Linked DNA regions of Sus scrofa: region 1 is linked to region 2. A link is a contact called in public HiChIP or PLAC-seq data. All regions are on one chromosome and are shown on one strand. Each heading gives the region's core, a stretch centred on a gene start, on an enhancer-like site or on the middle of the called end of the contact. The rest is flanking DNA. Distances are from core to core; before and after follow the strand shown. Region 1 holds the start of MEMO1 (mediator of cell motility 1). Region 2 holds the start of SPAST (spastin).

Region 1 (3,636 bases), core at 1,040-3,539, 34 kb before region 2:
AGACAAAGAATGTTCAAGAACCTATAAAAATTCCTCCAGAATCATTTGCCCACATTTCAATTCAAACCACAAAAAAGTTTAAAACACTTTTGAAAAGTACAGAAAACAAAAACAAATTAACCAAAGGATGGCCATGAAAGTGAAAACTGAGACTTTAACGCTTCAAAACACAATGCACAAAAAAAAGCTTAGTGATTTACAACCCTGAAAAGACTATTATTCATTGATAATTTTAATATTAATAATGCACTGATTGGAGGACAAACCCAGGAGCCACTGACTTCCATCACGCTTCAGCCACTCACTGGTTTGTACAGAGTCTTGGGAGCATCCCCATAAGCAGAAAAAGAAAAACTTAACTGACATTCTAAGGTTGTGAGAACTGATCAAATGTTTATGAAGTACTTTAGGACCATGAGGGAAGCCACTGTAACTATTAAAAGTCATCTGCTTAATGCACAACTATAGCTACCTGTTAAGCTTGCAAGTCTATATCATCATAATTCTTTGTATCTTCTTAACACAGCAAATATTCAGTGAGTCAGTAAAGTGTTTGTATTTAATGAGTTTAGCAACCTCAGAGAAATGAATTTTCCTCCAAATCTTTGTTTTCTCACAAAACATGTCACTATCCAACCCAGCTAACTGCAAAAGGAAGCATGATCCCATCCGCATTAAAGAACTGGGTCTAGTTATTGACAGGCCAACTGCAAATGACTGAAAACTCAGGAATCACAGTGCAACTTTGTCAACTTACCATAAATGTGACTCCTGAAAATAACCCCAGAAAACAGTCGTTCTAACAAGAGCTTTATTAAAGGGAAAGTCCCTACTCTCTCTTACATAAAGATCCCTAAAATGTTTTTGGACAGTGTCGACAGAAGACTATAAACTCTCTCAAAACCTGACCCAACGCGTTATTAGGTAGTGCCAGCACCTACTCGGTGTTGAGCGACTAGAGACTGGAGAGGCTGCTCAGGAAAAGTGCTGATGCCATCTCCAGCTGCCCCTTTCGTGAATGACAGTAACAATGAAAACACTGACAAAAGAGCTGGGAGGCCACCCCAAGCCTCTGCTTAGTAATACTTCTACCCTACCCCCAACAGACAGAGCTGCAAATCCCAGAAAAGGGCCTCTGCTCGCAGATCCCACATGCCAAGACCTTGCCTCTGGTCTGGCAACGCCAACGAGTACTACCCTTCGCTCTTCTCCAGCCGGCTGAGCACCTGAACGCTGAGGGGGAAATGCGGCCTCTCTTTTAAACTGCCAAGACCGCCTGGCCAGACACCGGCCGGCAGAAGCGGGCGTGCGCCCCGGGAGCCTGAGAACTCCCCGGTCGCGGGCAACGCTCGGAGCGCCGGCGGAGAGGAGAGGAAAGAAGAGGGGAGAAGAGGAAGGAGCGTCCCTCCCGCGGCCGGAGGGCGGAGGGTCGCTCGGCCCCGTGCAAACCGTCCTGCCGGGGGTGGCTGCGGCCCGCCGCCCGCTTCCCAAGAGCCGGGGGAGGCGATAAGTAGGCTCGGACCAGGAGCACATTCTTTCCTCGAGCCTGGTCCCGAGGGAGGGGGCAGGCTGCCCAGGCGGCAACTCTCCCCTCTCGCCCAACTCGGGGCAGAGCGTGAGGCCGGCCGACCCGGAGCTGCCCCGCGGGATGCCGCCCGGGTGGGGGAGGCGGCGAGGCCCGCCTCCGGCCCGCTCCCTCCCCACGCGGTCCGCGGCCGGCGGCCGTCCGCGCCCTGGTCCCTCCCGCTGCCGCGCGGGGCCGAGCCGCCGACCTCGGCCGGCCGGGCGCGGGGCCAGGCGGCAGCGGCGGCGGGCGGGCCGGCCGGCCTGGGGCCCTACCTGAGGCTGTGTACCAGCTCCCGGCGTGACTGGCTTCCCGGCAGACCACTCGGTTGGACATCTTGGTGCCTGTGCCGCCTATGGTGCACGAGGATGAATGAGGAGGCGGCGGCGGCGGCGGCGGCAGGAGCGGCTCCGCAAGGGGACGAGACACCGCGGGCCCAGCCCAGGAGGAGGCGGCAGCGGGGAGGGGATCAGCCCGGCCCAGGAGGAGGAGGAAGAGGAGGAGGCGGCGGCCGGGAGGAGGAGGAGATGGCAGCCGGGGCGGTGGCGGCGGCGGCAACAATCACCACAAACTCGGGCGACCGCCGGAAGATGAGGCCCGCGGCGGCTTTACCGAAGCCGGGAAAGCCCTGGCCCCGGCCCCCGGAGTCGCCGCTGCTCCCCAGCCGGGGCAGGTTCCGCCGAGCCGCCCCCACGGCCCCCTCCCCTCCGGGTCGGCCTCCCGGAGCCAACGCCGGTGACCCCACCCCCGTGACTCCGCGCCCGCCCCCTCCCCCCACCCCCGCGGGACTCCCCGCACCCACCCCTACCCCAGCGGGGCCCTCCTGCCCGCCCGGCCGCGGGCCCGCCGGCCCCGCCCCGCTCCTCCTCCGGCCGCGCGGCGAGGTTAACGACGTACACCGGACAGGCCAGACGGCATCTGGGGTCGGGCGGCCCCGCGAGGAGGCAGCGGCGGCTGCAGCTCCGCGCACACAAAAGCCCAGGGCCGGGGCCTGAACCGGGGAAGGCAGACCCGGAGAAGAGCCAACGCTTCCTTACTCGCCACTCTAACGAGTCCTGCCCACTGAGCATGCCCAGCAGCCGCGGCCAGGCCTGCCGAGGATTCTCAACGTGCACGCTCCGCTCTCCGGGGTTTAGTGGCAGCAGAGGCTGGGAGGGGGAGGGCGTGCGGAGCAGGACGCAGCCGCAGGGCAAGCCCCCTCCCCCAGCCAACTTCCTTAAACGAAGAGCACAGAGGACACGCAGAGGCAGCTCTCCACGCGGAAAGTCGCCCCGGTTTCCCCACCATAACAGGAGTCCTTAGTGGATACTTACCCCGCAAGGTTTCACTCCTTGGCATGCGTGTCTGCGGCCACGTTGGGAAGTGCATTTGTAGAAGCAGGAGCATGGTAGTGTGCCTGTGATCCTGCAAATACTAGTTTTTGCTTCAGAGAGCCACTTTTACCACCTAACCATGGCTTTGACACCGTAAACGGTTATCTTGTTTCAAGTTATATTTATGTAACTGCATGTCTCAACTCTGTAACGACTGCAGTGTGATATAACAGCCCTCAGTTATTCTCATCTCTAAAATAGGCATAACACTACTCAAGGTGCGTCCCCAGGATAAAAATCAATAAATGTAAAGGGTCTGATAGAGTAGTCATACAACAAACATTATTTCCAACCCCCCGTTATCTTTTTTGTTGTTTGTTTGTTTTTTTCTTTTGGTCTTTTCTATGGCCGCACACTCGGCGTATGGAGGTTCCCAGGCTAGGGGTCTATCTGGAGCTGTAGCCGACGGCCTACACCACAGCCACAGCAACGGAGGATCCCAGCCACATCTGCGACCTACATCACAACTCACAGCAACGCTGGATCCTTAACCCACTGAGCGAGGCCAGGGATTGAACCCACAACCTCATGGTTCCTAGTCGGATTCATTAACCACTGAGCCACGAGGGGAACTCCCTAACCTTCCATTGTCTTTTAAATCCCAATATTCCACCTAAGTATCAGGAACAAAGAATGACTTTAAAATTATACAAGAATCACAACTAAGTAGAATACCTTTGACCTCCGAGGAAATGTTGT
Region 2 (4,149 bases), core at 1,333-3,832:
TGTCTTGTGGCACAGTGGGTTAAGGATCTGGCATTATTATTACGGTGGCTTGGATTGCTGCTGCAGTGCTGGTTCAATCCCTGGCCCAGGAATTTTCACATGCCACGGATGTGGCCATAAAAAAAAAAAAAAAAAAAAAAAGCCAGAGATGCTCAAGTCCATGCCATAACATTTCTGTATAACCTACACACATCCTACCATATAATTTTTTTTTGTCTTTTTTTTGGTCTTTTTTGCTATTTCTTTGGGCCGCTCCCGCGGCATATGGAGGTTCCCAGGCTAGGGGTCGAATCGGAGCTGTAGCTGTCGGCCTACGCCAGAGCCACAGCAACACAGGATCCGAGCCGCGTCTGCAACCTACACCACAGCTCACGACAACGCCGGATCGTTAACCCACTGAGCAAGGGCAGGGATCGAACCCAAGACCTCATGGTTCCTAGTCGGATCCGTTAACCACTGCACCACGACGGGAACTCCTCTACCATATAATTTAAATCATCTCTTGATTACTTGCAATACCTAATACAATATAAACGCTATGTGAATAGTTGCAGGCCATGTGGCAAATTAAAGTTTTGCTTTTGGGAACTTTCTGGAATTTTTTTTCAAATATTTCTATTTGCCATCAATTGAATTTGGATGCAGAACAATGGATATGGAGGGCTGATTGTGTACATCTTGTTTACACGATCTCTATATAAACTGAATACATTTCATACAACAACAACAAAAATACTATGGGGTTCAGAAGAGGGAAGACAGTGAGTTCCCATCATGGCTCAGTAGTTGACAAACCCCACTAGTATCCATGAGGATGCTGGTTCAATCCCTGGCCTCACTCTGTGGGTTAAGGATCCGGCGTTGCTGTGAGCTGTGGTGTAGGCTGAAGATGTGGCTCGGATCTGGCATTGCTGTGCCTGTGGAGTAGGCCAATGGCTACAGCTCCGATTAGACCCCTAGCCCAGGCAGCCCATATGCCATGGGTGTGGCCCTAAAAGGACCAAAAAAAAAAAAAAAAAAAGAATGGTCTATTGTTTACTTAGCAATATGTCCACTGTAAGACAAAAAGAAAAAAAAAAAGAATTTTAGAATAAGGAACTGGCAGAAAGTAAGTACAGAGGTAGGAAAGGGGGTAGGGAACAAGAGGAAGGAAACAGGAAGGTCACTTTTGCAGAATCTATTTGCAGGGGAGTAGTGGTGGGAAATAGATACAGTGTGGCCAGAATGTGGAGATTCTTGGAAGAATTTGTAAAACCCACACTGTAAAGAATGGAGACTTTCTATAAACTAGGATTCCTTAGTTTTGGGCAAAAACAATTATGTCTAACTCAAGCAAAAAGAGAAAGATAGGGAGAGAGAGGAGGGAAGGAGAGATGGAGAGGGAGCAAGAGAAGCAGAAAAATCATATAAATAGAATAGTTATTAGATAGGTTACCCAGTAAATGACCAGACCAGGAATCTGGTAGTTTTGGGAGTCTAAATGAAATGAACTGATAGAGCAGCTCTTGAGAGCACTCATTTCTTACGATGATCTTCTGTCCCAGTGTCTCCAACTAAGATTCCAGTTTCTAGGACAGTATGATTAACCTCTGTGATATAGTAGGCGGCTTTCCGTGCTTGCAGCTCATTAGAAAACAGGCAGCGGAGGTAAGCAGTAGTTCTCCAAAGAAAGAGACGTCTAACGGTTTAAAAAAAGAAAAAGCAAGGGAAAAAACAAAAAGCCCAGTCTGGATTCCTCAGTAAGCTATGGGACGATTACAGCCCAAACCTAAGAATTTCTTTACTCAAACAATTCTTTGGATTAGGTATCTAAACATACACTAATTTAATTAAATCTCTGGAACCGATGATTTGATTCCAATGAGCTAACATCTTCGTTTTCGGTGACCTTAAGTTTTTATCCCTACAACTGCTCTCCTTTCAGATAATAATTCCCAGATTGGGACCCATTACTTCCGCAGTGGAACTCATATCAATCATTCTTCGTGGAAGATTGGCAGAAAATGTTGAAAGAAATATAAGAAAACGAGGTCTCTGCAAGAGAGCCCTGCCGCAGCGGTCCATTTCCTGAGTCGATGTCCTAGGTGCCCTGCTAAGGAGCTCCCCGGGGCAGCGAAGTTGACTGGCCACCTGTCCCTTAAGACGACGTAGGCTGAAGTGCATATTGGGAAATGTAGTTCCCCGGGGAAGCGATAGCGAGGCGGGGGCCCGCACACGCGCACTAGGAGCTCAGGTCAACAAAGACGGAGGCGTTCGCGCAGGCGCCGAGAAAGACACGGGAGGGCGTGCGCGTGCACGCGCGGCCGCCGCTCGGAGTTACCAAGCCGCAGAGAGGACGGAGAAAGGGAGGGGCAGGAGCTACCGACCAAAGGAGGAGGAGAAGGGGTTGTGCTCCTGACCTAGCGAGGAGAAAGGGGCGGGGCCGTCCAGCTGCGCGCGGAGGTGCAGAGCTCCTGGGACCGGCGGGCGCGCGGGGGTCTGTGGCCCTTGCCCTCCCAGTAGCCGCCGCCGTCGCTTGACCGCCGTCGGTCTGCGGAAGGCGGGTTATGGCGGCGGCGGCAGTGGGAGCTGTGAATGAATTCTCCGGGTGGACGAGGGAAGAAGAAAGGCTCCGGCGGCCCCAGCAGCCCGGTGCCTCCCAGGCCTCCGCCCCCCTGCCTGGCCTCCTCCCGCCCCGCCCCCAGGCCAGCCCCTCCGCCCCAATCGCCGCATAAGCGGAACCTGTACTACTTCTCCTACCCGCTGTTCTTAGGCTTCGCGCTGCTGCGTTTGGTCGCTTTCCACTTGGGGCTCCTCTTCGTGTGGCTCTGCCAGCGCTTCTCCCGCGCCCTCATGGCCGCCAAGAGGAGCTCCCGGGCTGCGCCGGCCCCGGCCTCGGCCTCGCCCCCGGCGCCGGTGCCAGGCGGGGAGGTCGAACGAGTACGAGCCTTCCACAAACAGGCCTTCGAGTACATCTCCGTTGCCCTGCGCATCGACGAGGACGAGAAAGGTAACGGGGGTTGAGGGAAGGAGGCGGCGGCGCCGGGAATAAAGCGGTGGGGTCGCCGAGGGAGGGCATCACCTGCGTTCTTTTTCTGCGGGAACCGGCAGTGCCCCCCGGAATTGAGCTGCTCCGCGAGACTCCTCCCCATGGTTAGCCCCTCATCCTCTGCGATTCTCAGTTAAAACCCTCTTCCCTTTTAGGCACCCTAGCCGTAGATTTTGTTTCATACAGACACTAGTTTGTCCTTACACTTCTGCATGACCCAGCCCCTATAAGACACCCAGACGTGCTGGTGACAGTGACAGTTGTCCTAGAGTGACCAAACGAATCCTTTCCAGCCCTGTAAACAGTGAGTGGCTTCCTCTGAGCCAGGTTTCCAAAAGGTTTTGATATCTAAGAAGCTGTGCCTTGTTACAGGCTTTTAGTGAAAGGAGAGTACTGTAGTGTCAGGAGAAAAGAACAAATGGTGAGTTAATTTTGAAAGGAACAGCTGCATATGATTACAGCCGAATTTGCACTATTTTTTAAAAGTTTCGTGTCAGTCATTTTATCAATATAATGACTTCCAAGTATTTTTCAATAAAGTTCTATTTTAGAGTAAAACTTTTGCCCAAGGTTGGTTTGTTTGATCTTATCTAAATGAGTATTCCAGGGTAATCTCTAAATTTCTAAATTGAAAGTTGAGCGAATAGGTTTAACCTATACATACCATTTTACAATAAAATTTAAAGATTTATGTTACTGAATGAAAGCAAGGATACTGCATCCTTCAGATTTCTTTTATGCTAACGTTTTTTAGTCTTTCTATGTGCCTTGCACTGTGTCCTCTTAGCTTTGTATTAATCTGTTTAATCCTCACAGGTGAAGGTACTGTTAATATCAGCATTTTACTTAACAAACCGAGACTCAAAAGATTAAAGCAGGTCATTCCAAACCTATGCTAATTACTAATGAAAGAAGTTTTTATGAAAGATGACAAATGAAGTTAGGAGTCTTATAACATTTTGAAAATCCCTCTTTTCATTCCAACTCCATTATGCTGAGATCTTTTCCCTCTAACTTCTCATTTGCATTGTCCATTATTTAGAAGACTACCATCATCCCTTCCTAGAGAGGCACTGCTTTATTGCACTTTTCTATTATAATAGAGTCTTCTGAAATTTACT

The links. HiChIP or PLAC-seq counts read pairs in DNA pulled down with a chosen protein or histone mark.
Region 1: an H3K27ac HiChIP or PLAC-seq map of skeletal muscle shows a contact between it and region 2. The contact joins the promoter of MEMO1 here to the promoter of SPAST in region 2. A contact is called at or near these places in 1 of 5 promoter capture datasets (liver), 11 of 47 Hi-C or Micro-C datasets (alveolar macrophages, blood, embryonic fibroblasts and 4 more) and 2 of 2 datasets of contacts at active chromatin or transcription factors (alveolar macrophages and skeletal muscle).

What each region holds. Positions count from the first base shown.
Region 1 is chr3:107,541,129-107,544,764 of Sscrofa11.1, reverse strand. MEMO1 (mediator of cell motility 1) reads right to left here and starts at 2,289. Exons shown (of 9, transcript NM_001244877.1): 1 at 1,840-2,289. The coding sequence starts at 1,900.
Region 2 is chr3:107,507,045-107,511,193 of Sscrofa11.1, reverse strand. SPAST (spastin) reads left to right here and starts at 2,582. Exons shown (of 18, transcript NM_213749.1): 1 at 2,582-2,989. The coding sequence starts at 2,833.